Linked DNA regions of Gossypium hirsutum: region 1 is linked to region 2. Evidence: chromatin contacts called from public Hi-C data. All regions are on one chromosome and are shown on one strand. Each heading gives the region's core, a stretch centred on a gene start, on an enhancer-like site or on the middle of the called end of the contact. The rest is flanking DNA. Distances are from core to core; before and after follow the strand shown. Region 1 holds the start of LOC107892426 (E3 ubiquitin-protein ligase RNF181). Region 2 holds the start of LOC107890451 (cyclic dof factor 1).

What was found. Hi-C and Micro-C count contacts between places; a contact is called where the count stands out from the background.
Region 1: a contact with region 2 is called in a Hi-C map of hypocotyl, with 3 times the contacts expected there. The contact joins the promoter of LOC107892426 here to the promoter of LOC107890451 in region 2. A contact is called at or near these places in 8 of 34 Hi-C or Micro-C datasets (callus, hypocotyl and leaf).

Annotation. Positions count from the first base shown.
Region 1 is chrD09:3,679,850-3,682,852 of Gossypium_hirsutum_v2.1, reverse strand. It overlaps LOC107892426 (E3 ubiquitin-protein ligase RNF181), which reads left to right and starts at 1,513. Exons shown (of 1, transcript XM_016817510.1): 1 at 1,513-2,064. The coding sequence starts at 1,513. The coding sequence ends at 2,064. It overlaps LOC107890446 (granule-bound starch synthase 2, chloroplastic/amyloplastic), which reads left to right. Exons shown (of 8, transcript XM_016814860.2): 8 at 1-709. The coding sequence ends at 458.
Region 2 is chrD09:3,478,897-3,481,792 of Gossypium_hirsutum_v2.1, reverse strand. It overlaps LOC107890451 (cyclic dof factor 1), which reads left to right and starts at 1,314. Exons shown (of 3, transcript XM_016814868.2): 1 at 1,314-1,589; 2 at 2,323-2,806. The coding sequence starts at 1,440.

The sequences.
Region 1 (3,003 bases), core at 264-2,763, 200 kb before region 2:
TAGGCACCGGCAGACCTGACCTAGAACAGATGCTTAGACAGTTTGAAAACGAACATCGTGACAAAGTAAGAGGATGGGTAGGGTTTTCCGTAAAGACAGCTCACCGTATAACAGCCGGGGCTGATATTTTACTCATGCCATCAAGATTTGAACCCTGCGGTCTAAACCAACTATATGCTATGAACTATGGAACAATACCGGTTGTCCATGCAGTCGGTGGACTGAGAGACACAGTGCAGCAGTTCAATCCGTTTGAAGAGTCTGGGGTCGGGTGGACATTTGACAGTGCGGATGCAAGCAAGTTGATACATGCATTAGGTAACTGTTTGTTGACATATCGGCAGTATAAAACAAGTTGGGAAGGGTTGCAAATACGGGGAATGAAGCAAGATTTGAGCTGGGACAATGCAGCTGAGAAGTATGAGGAAGTGCTTGTTGCAGCCAAATATCAGTGGTGAGAGCTCTGTTTGGTCTGATTGAACCCTCTTATCACCTTTTTACCGCAAATTTTGGGTCTTGTTTTAAAATGTTGTATTAATGTTGTATTCCTAGTTATTTGCTCTCTTTTTTGTTGTGCATGTATTGTATCTAACATTGCCAGGGTTCATAGTTAGTCCATAATGCCATGTTTACTGTCTTTATTTTTTCAAAATTTATTAAATAATGTATTTTTATTTTATATAATTAATGTAAAATAATATTATGTGAATTTACACTTATTTTTTTGATAATTAGAATATTACAACAACAATAAGATCAAACCGTAGAACTATGAATGGAAATAATAAGCAATTCTAACATTTTGAAGCTTCTTTTTTTTTTATCCTAATCGGAGTATCTATTGTCGATAGTAGTAGTAGTGACTAGTATAAAATTATAACTAAATATTTTTTAAAGTATAATGAATGGATAATTTAACATGGATATAGAGGACAACTAGTTTGATTCTCGTGTGATGTACAAATGATTATATTTAATATGAAATATATTTTTAATTCTTTATTTTTATTTAAAAATAATGTTTGATAATATTAACCAAATGGATTAATTACTCTTATTTGGATTAAGATTAAAATTTTAAAATTTAAAATATATAAAAACTAAAATTGATTGAAGTAAAGTATAAAGATTAAATCCACAATTTTTACAAAATATAAAGACTAATAAAATTGGTCAAATATATATTTTTGGGTAAATTACACCATTAAACACTAAATTTTAAGTCCTTTAACTAAAAAAAAAGTTACAATTTGATTACTAATTATTTTAAAAAAAAACTAAGGCCATAAATGAGTCAAAAATAAGAGAAAATACATGAATAAAATAGAAACTTCTAGAATCTATTTTACGTAATTTCATATACGAAATCATCAAACATCCTGGAATCCCGAACTTTCCAGGCATTTCGATTCCTTTTATAAAAATCTTCTCTTCCTTCACATTTTTTTTTCAATTCAAAGTTTTCTCTTTCTTCTTCTTAGAGATTCTTTAAGCTTCTCTGATTTTCCTAGTATGGCGGAAGCTCCTACGCCGACCCAACAGCCTCGTCCTGTCGTTTACGTAGTTTTCCAGATCGGCGGCGTAGGAGTCGTCAGCGAAAATAAACTTGGGCCGGCGCCAGCTTCCAAAGATTCCATAGAAGCAATGCCGAGGATAAAAGTGAAAGAGAGTGGCAATGATTGTTGTGTTTGTTTGGAAGAGTTCGAAGTTGAAGAAGAAGCAAGGGAGATGCCATGTAAGCATGTGTTCCATTCGGGTTGTATTGAGAAGTGGTTGTTGATCCATGGGTTATGCCCGGTTTGTCGATTCTTGATGCCGCCTGAGACGGCTGAAATAGGAGGTGGTGAGGGTAATGGTGGCCGGCGAAGAATGGAGGGTGGGGAGATCAATGGTTTGGAAATTGTACAGTCGGTTTTTGCTTTTGCTAGCTTGGCTAGCATGATGGGTATGATGGGTTGGGGTCGGGCTTTCCGTCAACCTGATTCGGGTCAAGTTGATGATGATAGGTCTTCCAATTGCAACACGGATGATACGCCTTCCAATCAAAACACGGATAGCAATTGACGCATCCTTTTTTTTCTGCATTGTACCTAAAGAAATATTTTTTAACCCACTAAATTGTATATTAAAAGTAAAAAAGAATTTATTTACTGTACTTTCGTAACTTATCTAAAAGCATATATTTGATAATTGAATTTTTTTTAATCTAGTTGCTACTTAATTTGTATTTCATCATCTCACTTGATAGTAATTTATATTAACGTGAGATTGATAATCATGATAGTCATGATGGCGTTAACTTTTCTAATACATCCTAAATTAAAAAATATATAAATTAGAAAATTTTCATATCAATATTTAAATCCATTCAACCTTTTGAACCAAATTCTCAAACAACCATAATCATAGTGGATTGAAATGAAACAAGTAGAAAAATATATGATTGATTAGTATTTTTTACAACTTTTTTTTTAAATTATTTTGAGTTTTATGATTTTACTCAACATCTCCACAACACTTCCTACAAATATTTGGGCATTACTTTTTGTGGGCAACCCCTTAACTAAATCACTTGGGGTGTTGAATATTATTTGAGAACTCTCAAGTATCACTTCTCGTTAATGTTACTTAGAGAAACTCTTTAAGGGGACTTCTCAGAGTCAAGTTGTGTAGAGTTATGACACCAATTATAAAATCTTATTTGACATAATTGACAACTTATCCAATCGTCACCCTAATTATCTTGTCCTTATCTAAACTTAGTATATTAGGCCAATTTGCTTTACCACCTTTAGTCACCTATAGCTGAACCACATGTGACATATTAGGATCCAAGCCTATAAGCCAACACTTCATCCCAAAAAGGTCTCTCTCTCTCCACTAATTAAACTCAAGAATATCTTCCAACCACTACCAACGACCCTCAACCTTACTTGAAGCCAAGTAAATCATTTATCCCCATCACACCACAATCTTTGTTCGATCCTCACATCAACAATGATC
Region 2 (2,896 bases), core at 65-2,564:
ATTGTTGTAAAAGTTATACTTTTTTCTTTGAAAGGTAACAATTTAAGTATAGTGAGTTGAAAAATCCTTGGTTGAGGTATACTAAGGTAGTGAAGGTAAGCAATTGAGGTTTACCTTTGCTCGCGTAACACCCTTAACCCATCTTTGTCATTCGATTAGGGTTACAGAGTATTATCGTAAAAATCGAATCACTTAACATCACCTAAAAATCAATTAACGAATTTAAAATATTAACATTCCGTTCCAACATTGATTCAAAACATAAATACATTTATGGGTCTTAAACTAAGCCTATGAGACCTTAAAAATAGTTCAGGAACAATCAGGGATTGTTTTGAAACAAAACAAAATATTTTGGAAAAACTGAAAACTTTTGGAAACAGGGGTTACACGGCTGTGTGGCTTAAAAACATGGCTATGTGGCCAACCGTGTACAATTAGAAGTATGGGACACATGACCGTGTCCTAACCCGTGTGTCCGCCTGTGTGGGTATTTGAAATAAGGTCACACGATCGTGTCGCAGGCCGTGTGCCAGACCGTGTTTGCATTCGAAGTTTGGTCACACGACCGTGTAACTCTTTGGGACCGTGCGGTTCGTCCTGCACTTAAAATTTAAATGACAAACGGTCGTGTGACAGCCTGTGTGCTCCTAAATAACTCCTAATGCAAGTCATTTCAACACCATTTCTTGCACACCAAACCAAACCATTTCTAAGCACTTTCACACATTAAAAACACAATAAAAAATACCTAAAGTATGCCAAAATCAATCAACCTATATGCCTAACTAATATGCCATCACTTGGCACCACAATTCATATACCAAATCAATTCAATCTCAATGCTAAAAGACTAACATTAAACATAGATCACGTATACTATTTGACTGACCATTTCATTCACATCCCAATTCTATCATAAGTCACCTACTTCGAAAGGGCATGAATAAATGACTAAAGATACATATTTACATGTATTGACAAAATAATATAAAAATACTTATTACATGTCATTTATATTTATTAATAAAGTAATCAAAAATTACCAAAATGATGGACGATAGTATTTATGTGAAATGTATAGTTTAAGTATATGAAAGGTTGCTTTTTTATTTGGAAAAGGAACTACTTGTTGAAAAGGGAAAGATATTTCAAAGCCACAAAGGGGCTTAAGGTTGAGAATTTGCCTTTAACCTGACATGACATACCCATCTTTCCTAAACCGATAAAATTGTTGACTCCACGGGACCAACAACACTTTTTTTTTCTCTTTTAACAAACAAAAAAAATTAGAAATAAAATACATTAAAACACCACAACGGCTCAAACTTGTCAGATATTTTTCTTTTTTTCTTTAAAAAATAAAAATTTCGTTCTAGTTTTTATCCTTTGTTAGAAGATAATTTAGAGAAAAAAAATCCTGAGTAAGGGAATTGAAAATGACGGAACCAAACGACTTGACAATTAAATTATTTGGAAAAACGATTCCTTTGCCTGTGAAATCTCCAAAAGCAGTCGTAGCAGCAACAATATCTAACATTTATGCTACGTGTGATGATGCTTGTAACCATAATAATAATTATAAAAAGGTAAAAGGGATGTTTTTTTTTTGATTCTTTTGTTTTCTGAGAATTTTGAAGGATGCTTATTGTTTAGAACATGGAAATGAACAATGGGTTGGTTTTTGATTCTTAGTTTTCGCTATAACAATGGTTACGGAGGAATTGGTTAAAGTTTCGTTTATGGTTTGAGAAAATTTTAAGTTTTTGAAAGTTGATTGATTTGTAGAATTCCCATTGTTAAGAACATGGAAATGAACAATGGGTTGGTCTTATATATTCTTTTTAGTTGAATTAATCATCATATGCCTTTCTATTATGAAGCTTTCTGGGTGTCTTTTCTTTGAATTTCAAGAGAATTCTCTGCAATTAAATTATGAAAATAATTCATTCTTGAAAGAAATTATAGATATAAATTTAGATAAAAGTAGTGGTTTCTTTGTAACCAATTATGATCCTAATATTTTGTTGCAACATATATTCTTTTAGGACCCTGGCATTAATAAGCTTAGTTGAAAAGCTTTGAATCTTGCCCAACAGTATACTAAATCATCAGTTCTTAAGCAACATTTGGTAATTTCTATTGTAGTTGCAAAATGCTGTGCTTGCTATTGGTGTTAAAACTGGTTCGTCATTTATCAAACAAAATAAAATGGAAAGAAACTGCGTTTAGTACTCTCAAATGATTTGTAATTTGCAGTTGTCTATAGAGTTTATTTAGTATTTTGGTGCTTATGTTTTATTTCCCCTACAAATTATTCAGGACATCGTGACAGATAAAACGATAGACGCCGAGCATGAACTCGGAGATCGAAAGGAGGACCGATCTAAACAGGACGGCACAGCTCCTCTGGTTGCTTCTGAAGAGTTTATGAATTTGGAGGTGACCTATGGGCCTAGTGACAAGCGTGATGCACTTTCTATAGAGAATGAAAGCACTGGTTTAGAAACTTGTAAAACCGATGAAGATCGTAATGAGACAAGTAATCCAGAAGAAAAAACCTTGAAGAAATTGAACAAAGTTCTTCCATGCCCTCGATGCAACAGCATGGATACCAAGTTTTGTTACTACAACAATTACAATGTGAGTCAACCGCGACACTTTTGTAAGAACTGCCAAAGATACTGGACTGCTGGAGGGACGATGAGGAATGTACCGGTGGGCGCTGGACGTCGAAGGAGCAAGAACTCATCCTCCCACTATCGTCACGTGATTGTCTCTGAGCCCCTGCGGAATGCATGTGATGGTACCGTTCTTACCCTTGGCTCAAACACACTCCTTTGTAAATCAAATCAAGTGCTCATAATGGTGGATTCGTAATGGGGTCCACCATTTG